2 separate regions of the Mus musculus genome follow, and region 2 is linked to region 1. The links are chromatin contacts, called in public promoter capture Hi-C maps. All regions are on one chromosome and are shown on one strand. Each heading gives the region's core, a stretch centred on a gene start, on an enhancer-like site or on the middle of the called end of the contact. The rest is flanking DNA. Distances are from core to core; before and after follow the strand shown.

Region 1 (4,950 bases), core at 1,762-4,261:
AATACATTACAGGTGTGCCTTACAATCCTACGGGTAAAGCAACTGTGGAAAGGTCTAATTGCACTTTAAAGGAGATGCTCATAAGACCAAAGGGGATACGAGATCTTCCAGAGAAAGATTACATAATTCTTTACCATTAAATTTTTAAAATTGTTTTTAAGGTTCTCTCATTGTTGTCTCAGCTGTTGAAAAATACTGGATTTTATAAAGGATTGCTGATTTAAATCATCTGATATTAAGGATAGTTAAGGGTGTGTTAACCTCACAATGAAGTCAGGAAATGTGCTGCATTAGGGAAGAAGCTATGCCTTTATTTCCACGGGAGACAAAAAGCTGTGGATTCCTTCCAAGTTAATAAGGATTCTATTTGACCTGGGAGACCTGTATACAGGTACAAGTCTCAAAACATCGATCCCTGACCCTCTGACTCTCAGAGGGGTAAGTCAAGGAACCATGATGTTTCTGCAGTAGCCTATGAACCTTTTGTGACCACTTGGTCCTTGTGACCTACTACTACCTGCCATCCTTTCAGATGGCATGGATGGGGTTTATAGCACTCCATTACAGTTTAGTGATGCGGTTCAACCTGACTTACAGAGATGCCTTTCACCTGGTCAGGCATAGAACAGAGAATTATCATTAACTGATTTGTACACACCACACATTTCATACATGTGCTAATACAAACATGTCCCTACAATGTTACTTTTAATAGTTTGTGTGTTTTCAGACACCAATGTAAAAATATGAATTTTCTATGCCAGCCCTTGCTCTGAATAATGACTTTGTATTTATAAAAGCTTCAGGCATGATAGCTGGACAGATTCTGAACTATTCTAACCTGACAATGCTGGCCTGGCCTATTCCTTCATTTGTGTGCTGACTCATTCTCTCTCTCTCTCTCCCCCCCTCTCTCCTTCCCTCCCTCTCTCCCTCCCCCCCCCCCCCCCCAGCTCTGAAGTCCCACTTTTTGCTCTCTTGCCTGGCTATAGGCTCATCAGCTCTTTATTTAACCAATCAGGAGGTAATGGAAAACTGTTTTACAAAATACTGAGTCCTAAGTCCAGACTGCAACTAGATCTCTGGGCACAGAAATCAGCACTTGAACAAACCAATGAAGTCAAAGCAGCTGGCTGCAGGTGGTCTAGCCTCTCAGACTGCCTCAGTAAGGCATGCTCTTTCCTGGACAGCAAACGAAACAACCAACTCTCCCAGGACTTGGCCAACATCCCAATTTTCATCCAAAGATGCCATTGCCATCAGACAGCAAGAAACACAATGCCCTCATTCCCAAGAGGTGGGGTAGGTAGTTATTGGTATTTCGGTGGATTTAGGGTGCTGCCTACAGGTTGCTATTGGTAGTGGTCAGGGAAGAAACAAAGCAAAGTTTAGATTTGAGGATCTCTCTTCCCCTCACCCCTCGCTCCTCATTTATCATTTCTCTCCTGGAGGGGAGGGGGGAAGGCAGGGTGGGGGGGTTGCGGGGGGAGGAAGGTGAGAAAGGTTAAAGAAAGTGTTGGAGGTTGGTCTGGTGCTATGTATACAAACTCTAAGTTCCTTGCTTTTTTGCTTCTGCAGTTCTGTTTCTGGCTAACTGTTCTTGTTAGCTGAAATATGTCAACCCAGAACATGTTTTTTTGTACTTAAAAGCACATCCCGAGGAAGGCTCAGTGTTACACTGGGATCCCAAACACCCAGGGAAGTCACTGGCTAGCTTTTCTGTTGGCTTGAACCCATGTCTGAGCAGTCTTCTCTGGTGGATACCCCATTACCAGAGGCTCAAGAACTGGAGGTGAAACTAAGGGAGACAAGCAGACGGGGTGGGGGTGGGGGCGGGGGCGGGGGCGGCATGCAAAACAGGTTTGTTTGTTTTTAATTTGGGCTTTGGGCTTTAGCTCAGTACAGAGTAGTTAGTTGCCTAGTAAGCACAAGGCCCTAGGTTCTGTTTTCAGAAGGGGACTTCAGGAAAAACAGCAACAGCTTAAAATGTTAGTGCCTGTGAGAAGGCTCGGAGTGTAAATAGCAACCATTGTGGTAGGTAAGTCTGGAGAACGGAGTGAAGTCCCTGGATCCCCATAAAGAGAGAACTAACTCTTATATTTATACTCTGGCCCCCACAAATCAGTTCTGTTCTTTCTCCCGCTGTACATTGAATAAAGCTATAAAAACCCTTATTTTATTTTGCCCTTTTGAGACAAGTGCTTTGGATAGCTCACGCTAACCTCAAGTTCACTCTATATAACAAGGCTAGTCTTGAAAACACTGCCCCTGCTTCCTGCGTAATGGGATTGCAGGCAGTCTCCTCACTGGATCCATTTTCCAATAGGGGTGTTGAGTCAATCAATGAGAAACCACGCATTTGCAGTAATCTCACCATCTCTGCCCTACTGCGAATCCAAACTGAGGAGGGGGATGAAGGTTGTGTAGTCCTGTTCTTCATCCTGCACATGGATTGTACATATTTACATATCAAAAATTCTACATAAAAACTGTTGAGTAAACGCAATGAGCTTGTTAAGTAGTGCACTGAGAAGTCATTTTAACAGCTGTGCAGTTCTGAGGAAATGTCTTCACCAGTGCTGGGCTCTCACCAGGAGTGCCGTGTTCGCTGTCGGCCTCTTCCCTCCCCTCTCCATTATAACAGTAATCCAAAGAATTTTTGCTATGTCTTAGCGATAAATGTCTTCTCTCTGTAAGTCAACGTTACTAGTCTAGACCAGCTTTTCTGGTTTCTTTCTCTTTCTGGATTCCTCATCCTGCTTCCCGGGTTTCCCCGGCAACCGCAACTGGAAAACCCTTTGGAAAAGTAATTCCGAATTCTGTAACAGAACCCCCGAGGCGAGGCCTCCCCGCGCCTCCCGAATTTAGGTCTGGGGTGCGTGTCCCGCGCAGCAGCTCCTCTGAGCACTTCCTGCCTGGGACACGTCGCAGCTCCGGGAACCAGGACTCACGAATCGCCAGCCCTGCCGGCACAGTGATCCCAGAGGCGCCCGCGCCTCCGTTGTACGGCGGGGTCCATGCCAAGATGGCCGCGCCCACAAGCAATCTCCGCAGGTCTCCGCCATCGAAGCCCCCGGACCCTCTGAAGCGGTGCCCGGGGTGGCCGCCATATCGGCCTCTGACTCCATCGAGGACCTGACAAAGCCAGAGGCGCTGGATCGGAGGAGTGCGGACAAAGCCAGGCGTCCGGAGGAGATGGCTACATCCGAGCCTGCGGAAAGCGATGCGGTGAGGGCGGTAAGGGCTTGGGGTTGGTTTGGTTGTCGGTGATTGGAGGGTGACTGGAGTCCTAGTGGACGAGATTTGAGAATCTGTGGCGTTGTTGTTGAATAGTCTTTTGGGAAGGCCGGTGTTCTAAGGGACCAAGGTATTGGGGTATTATGGGCATATGGAGTATTAAGTGCCCGTGATATTGGGGGCATATGGAGTTGGGGATTGCTGTAACTTTCGGAAATCAGTATTTTGACGGATCTGTCTAGGTAAGTGATGCTTGGGAGCGGGGAGGCATCTGTAATAGTCACAGTGACTGAGTCTGGGTCTGGAAAGCTAGCAAGATCTGAAATGAGGGCTTTGTGATGTATTACAGACGGGAAGCCCTACAAGGATTAGAATTTGAACTGCTTGGGAGCTGGTGTTTTAGGTAACTGGGGATTACAGGCTGCACTGTGGGAGGGGCAGTATTGAGATTTGGAGAACTGGTTCATTTGGAATATGTGGGGATTAGAATTTGAGCCCTTGGGGTCAGTAATGGTGGCATTTCTGGAAGTCTAATAAGCAATGTCTTTAAGAGTCCTCGTTTTGTGTGCTATGACTGGCAGTGAGGGGGGAACCTGGAGGCTAATGAGCAGATGACAGTTGGTGGAATACAAGAAGTCTTATATTGAAGTGCCTATTTGGATGGCAGATTGTCATCTAGGGAGAAAGGGTATCAGTAGTCCTAACTGTCCCTTTAGTGATGGGGTTCTTGGTAGGAATTAATAATAATTATTATGATTCTGTGACTAGGACTCTGAGGCCAAGGCTTTGTGAGTTTTCAGGGTTTTATGATAGAAGGTTCTGTAAGGTCACTGGAGTTGAGTGGAGGTTAGTGACTGTTCTGTGAAGAATGGTAATTGGGAACTTCTATGTAGAGGAGGTTTAGGAAGGTTAGTGACTGAGGGATATTTGAGTGTCAATGGTTAGAAAATTGTAAAACAGAGTATAAGATGAACACCTATTTTATGCCAGAGAATTTTAAGTAGCAACATATAGGGCCAGTCTCTTTTTAAAAATAATTTATTTAATTTTATCGTATGTGCATTGGTGTGATGGTGTCGGATCCCTTGAAACTGGGGTTACAGACTGCCATGTGGGTGGGAATTGAACCCAGGTCCTCTGGAAGAGCAGCCAGTGCTCTTAACAACTGAGACATCTCTTCACCCAACTTCGCTCTCTCTCTCTCCTCTCTCTCTCTCCTCTCTTTCTCTCTCTCTCCCCTCCCCCTTCCCCACCTCCGAGTCTGCCTTTTAAATTTGAGAAACAGAAAAGAGACAATAAAATGTAAATATCCGTGTAAGTAAGATAATTCCAGGCAAAGGTAACTGCTATGAAGAAAGTAACAGAGGATGATGTGGTAGAGAGTAAAGCTTGGAAGTGTTTGTTTCTCAAGTTAATCTTTAAAGCAGGGGCTGGTTAAGAGCACTGACTGCTCTTCCAGAGGTCCTGAGTTCAATTCCCAGCAACCACATGGTAGCTCACAACTATCTGTAATGGGATCTGATGCCGTCTTCTGGTGTGTCTGAAGAGAGCAACAGTGTACTCATATACATAAAATAAATCAATCTTTAAACAAAACAAAACAAAACAGAAATGTAAATAAAATTTAAAAATAATCTTTAAAGAAATGGCAGTTGATTTGAACACAATGATAGGCTGTGGTTAATGCAGAGATCCAAAAATATTCAAAGAAGA
Region 2 (4,950 bases), core at 1,037-3,536, 760 kb before region 1:
TTTTTTTTTTTTTTGTTTCACCTTCATTTGATTTATCTTAAGGACAAAACCTCCACATAAAATATTGTTTATAAAAAATGCTTTCAAATTCCCAAGGCAAGCATCTCTGGGTTTGGCTTTTGTGTGTATTCTGATTAGTTTTTCTTTCAAAGAAAATAATAAATTTTCCTGCTAGAAACAGCTGAGTTGGTGTTTCAGTTCATTTCTTCAGCAAAGTGTTCTTACCAGGGAAGATGGATTCAAATCAGAATTTTCATCTCTGCCATTCTCTCTCCCACCTTTTTTTCTTACTGGGTCAGTAAAATTTGTGGAATTTTCTGTTGTTGTTACAAATCCCCTCCCTTCAAAACACACACACACACAATCTTCAAATGATCAAGGCTAATGGATTTCTTCTCTTTTGACAGCAATAAAAAAAATTTGAAAAATGCAAAATATTAATGAATTATCCAACCCCACATCACAAAGAAACCTGAAGCCAACCTGAATTTTTAAAAAAGGAACTGATGATAATACTCTAATTGGACTAGAAAACAAAATTGAGAAAGACAAATTCTCCTCTTTAACAAGGATTTTTTTTAATCCTTATCTCCATCAATTGATTCACTTGTGTGTCGTAAAAAAAAATGGGCTTCTGTGAATCCACTGTTAGTTTTTCATAATAATGTTAATTATGCATATCTTATTTTAATGGCGGCCTCTCCTACAATTCTGTGGGCTACTCAGTTTGCACAATATATGAATTGACATTTTTCTCCATTGAATATTGCTCAAGAAAAGGTCCCTGACATTTTCTAGATAAAACAACAACAAAACAAGAAATGCCTAGACCTTGCAGCAAACAAAATCAGGAAACAGTCATAATTATTCCATCAAAGCAAAACACACACACAACACACACAACACACACATACACACACACAACATAACAAAAAACAGAAAAAAGACCGGCAGGATTTCACTCTAACTTTTCCAATTTCTGTTTTTCTTTAAAATCTCAGGAGTTAAATGCAGTAAAATGTAAATGTAAAAATTTAAACCTACAATTTTTGGGTGTGTCCAAAGCCAACATTTTAGGATCTATTTTCTCTCCTAAATCCTTCTTTCTTGGAAATGGAAAAACTTTGAACGCTGCCAAATGGCAAAATTAGTCATTTTTGCCTACGGAGCAAAACAAGCCGCAAATTATAATGAAACACAATTTCTAATTGCTTCATAAAGCCAATTCTCCCAGCTTTCCCTAAACTGAACTATTTCCCCCCTTTTCTCATTCCAATTACTATTTTTTTTTTACTCAAATTAAAATAACTTAGGTACCTAAACTGCCTTTGCTTTTAGGAGGTATTTTTGCTTTCTCCCCTTCAAGAATTGAATTCATTCAAATTCCAGCTTAATTTTCATTTACATATTATCTGGATTTGGCTTCAGAAATAAAATTGTCTCCATGTCCTTTCAATGATCAAAGTGAAAATTTTCACTCCAAAAAAGATAGAAAAAAAGAATCTTTCCCACATCCACCAGTTTGTAGATGAAACTTTGGAATAAATAAGAAATAAAAAATATTTCTTTTCAATTTTAATTTCTTTTTTTTTTTATTTACAAAATAGTATCCTCTAGGTGGCGTCGTTTTAATGGGAAAAAACTACCGTTTGAAGAAAAATTAGAAAAAAAAATTGAGAGAAGGAAATATGGCCTTAAAAAAAAAAAAAAAAAAAAAAAAAAGATTGTTGCAAAGATTGGGGGCCTGGAAGGAAAGCTCTCCTGGGGGTCACCAAGGACCATGAGAGCAGAGAGGGTCAAGGGGAAATTGCAAATTTCGGGGGAGGGGGAGATCTGGAAGAAGGTTGCATTTTCGCAAAATCTGAATTGTCCAAACTGCAATGGCTGCTCCGTGCTCTCGCCGCTTTGTTTCTGGGCTCCGGTCCGAGCTGGGGGCCGCGGGGGGCGGCGGGGGACGCCGGGTGAGGGGTCCCCATTAGCCTCGGCCGCCGCCCCCGCGTCGCCCGCGCCCCGCAGCGTCCCGGGGGGCCGCTCCCGCACCCCGGCCGCCCGGCCCCACTCCGGATCCCCCCGCCGGCGCCCGCGCTCGCCATCCCGCGGGGCTGCTGCGGCCCCCGCCCTGGCCCCCGCCCCGGCCCCGCGTTACCTGCGGAGCTGCCGCGCCGTCCGGCTGGCTCATCGGTCCGTGCGGGAGGAGGCGGCCCCGGCGCGTCCTGCTCCTCCCGGGCCGGGCTGCGCCGCGCGCACAATGCCGCTGCCACCGCCGCCGCCGCCGCCGCCGCTGCTGCCGCTCCCTCCTCCGCCCGCCCCGCGCGGGCCGGGGGGCGGGGGCCGGGGGCGCCGGGGGGGACCGCCGCGGGGACCGCAGATCGCCCCGCCGGCCCGCGCCCGCCGCGCTGCACCGCGCCCCGCACCGCCCCCGCCGGCCTCCGAGCCGCTGCGGGCCCCCGGCCTCTCCTCGGCCTCCGCCGCGGGCCTCCGCGACGCCCCACGCCTCACACAAAGCCGCCGGTCCCCCGCGCCGCCGGCGGCCCCCCAAACTTTCCCGCGCCAGCCTCGCGCGCGGGGCATTTGCTCGCGTGGGGCGGAGGTGGGGGCACAGAAAAGTTTTGGGGAGCGGCCTCTGGTGGGACAGAAGGGGTTAATGGGAACGCCTCTCCCCTCCCCACAAGCTCTCCCCCCCCCCCAAATCAGATCGATTTTTTTTTTAAATAAAAGTTTTGAGGAACGAAACTGGAAAGCTTCCTGGGAATATTCGGTAGCCTAGGCTATACCTAGCTCCCCCCTCCCCGTCCTCGCAGATAAGTTTGAGAACTGAGGGCCAAGGGGACCCTCTCTAACCCCCATCAAGTCTGAATATAAATTTACTATTTGAGGAGCCTCTCTTCTGTTTGATGTCAGTGAAGTCACTTTTTTACCCTCCCCCGCCAAAAAAAGTAAAAGTATTAAAAAAAAAAAAAAAACACAAAACCTGACCCTATGGAAGGAGATGTTGAAGGTTGAACAAGGGTCAGCCCCTCCCCCCCCCCCCCCCCCCAGTTAGAAAAGGAAAATTTTGACTTATCCCTCTTACTTGAACTGAAAGGTTAAAGAGGCCTGCTCTTTCAAAAGTCCTAAACTATAAAAATACAAAATGTTTCTTATATGAGAGCTTCCTCTTTATGACTTAGGAAGACTTAAGGGTTTGTTTCTGTCCTCCTACTCCCAAAATAGACTTAAAAATAATAAATCAGAAAGACCTGGCCTATATGAAAACTAGAGAGACCCCTGGATTCTTCTCCCACAGCTAGTTGAGTTTTAGAATAAGAAGTTGAAGAATTGCCATGTATCAGATGAGAAAGGAACCAATGTGTTTCCTTACCCTTCCCTTGAGAAAAAAAAAATAAGGATAGGATTGTTTTATGGAAATTAAGGCTAGTTAAACGGGTGCTTTTTCTGACTCCACCTTAAGAAAACATGTGTAGGAGCTTTTTAAAGTTTAAAGAGCAAACTCCTCTAAACAGAAAGGGCTCTAGAACTGTCCGTCCCCTTAGAACCCTTCTTCTTCCTTCAAGTTAGTTTTTAAAGACACCACTCTCCTGGAAGAATCAGTCTGTGGGAATTTGGCCCTCCGTAGAAGAAAAACAGTGAAGAACCCCACTTTTCAAACCCCAGCCTGGTAAATACATAAGAAGTTAAGCAGCATCTTCCAGTTACATCTGGAAACCTCTAAAGTCAGTGATTGATTTGAGATTTAAAAGTACCCATTTCTTTTTCCCCTGCTTATCGCGTATGTTCTTGGAAGAGATCTGGCAGCATCTTCCAAGGCCCGTGTGGATCAAGTGGGAAGCAGAGCTGGCAGTTGGGCAAGCCTGGCAAAGCTCTGCCTGCTTGCCTCACCTCCTCCTAGATACTAGAGCCTTAAACTGTTTTCAGAGTATCTGCCTCCTGGCCAGGCCTGCTCCTCTGCCCAAGCTAAGGCTGATAGGATTCCCTGGAATGGTAAGGAAGGAGATCAACGCAGTGGGATGGTTATCAAGAGAAAAGCCCTTCTTTGAGAGTCAGGAAAGGGGGGTACAGTAACTGTTCACTGAGCAGTTACTGTATATATATGGGAGGGGGGGCAGATAAACTGTCAAGAAGAGCTTGCCCTAGCCCTTCTCAAATTTGAACCACCCAGATTGGCTGGTCTCACCCTGGAGTTCTTACTTCATTCTGTTGAGGTAAGGAACTGATAGTTTACATTTCCATCAAGTGTCCCGGCAGCTGCTTCCCTAAAAACATCCTCTTGCAAACCACTGTAGTACCTGAACAAGGTAAAGAGGAAGGGCCTGGTCCACTCCAGGAGCACAGCAATGATTCCAAGTTATACCTGATTGGCTGGTGATTCTCCCTGCAGGATCTTCGTCAGATAGAGGGGATAGCAGGAGTTTGAGTTCCCAGGTCCTTAAGTCATAGTTTTAGGGATCCAGAAAATAACCACTAAACAAAACTTTACCTACATGTCCATTTGAACGGAGAAAGTATCTTCCCAAAAGGGAGTGCTAGACTGCCTGTCACCTCTAGCCTGTGAAATCCCATGGTCCTATGCAGCCTTTTCTTTCCAGAATCATTGCAAATACCTTCTGCCTCTCCATAACCCAGAGATTAGATGACCTGAACATTCTGTCAGCGCATTTGACAGAGAGCCCCCCTCAACCCCAGTATTCAGCAACAATGTATATTCAGCAACAATGTATAAAGACGCTTCCCCCTGGAGTCAGAGACGCAGAGAAGGTGTTCTGATTGACGCTATCTTGCCCAGGCCTTGGAAGGGATGCTAAGGGCAATGCCATCTAAGCTTAAGAAACCCAGGTTATAATTGAACCCACACATTCCCTAAAGCCACTGCAGAAACAACACAGTCACCCGCAGTGACTGTGTAGCATCACAGCAAACAGGACACATGTGCAACACAGAGAGCGCCTTTGG

What was found. Promoter capture Hi-C pulls out the DNA fragments that hold promoters and counts their contacts.
Region 2: a promoter capture Hi-C map of pre-B cells shows a contact between it and region 1, with 2.4 times the contacts expected there. The contact joins the promoter of Zfp618 here to the promoter of Zfp37 in region 1. A contact is called at or near these places in 3 of 39 promoter capture datasets (cranial neural crest, liver and pre-B cells) and 1 of 9 other capture datasets (liver).

What each region holds. Positions count from the first base shown.
Region 1 is chr4:62,206,607-62,211,556 of GRCm38.p6, reverse strand. Zfp37 (zinc finger protein 37) reads left to right here and starts at 3,011. Exons shown (of 4, transcript NM_001290351.1): 1 at 3,011-3,228. The coding sequence starts at 3,196. It overlaps Gm30451 (a long non-coding RNA gene), which reads right to left and starts at 2,633. Exons shown (of 2, transcript XR_390634.1): 1 at 2,592-2,633; 2 at 2,155-2,441.
Region 2 is chr4:62,962,903-62,967,852 of GRCm38.p6, reverse strand. Zfp618 (zinc finger protein 618) reads right to left here and starts at 2,286. Exons shown (of 15, transcript NM_028327.1): 1 at 2,147-2,286. The coding sequence starts at 2,179.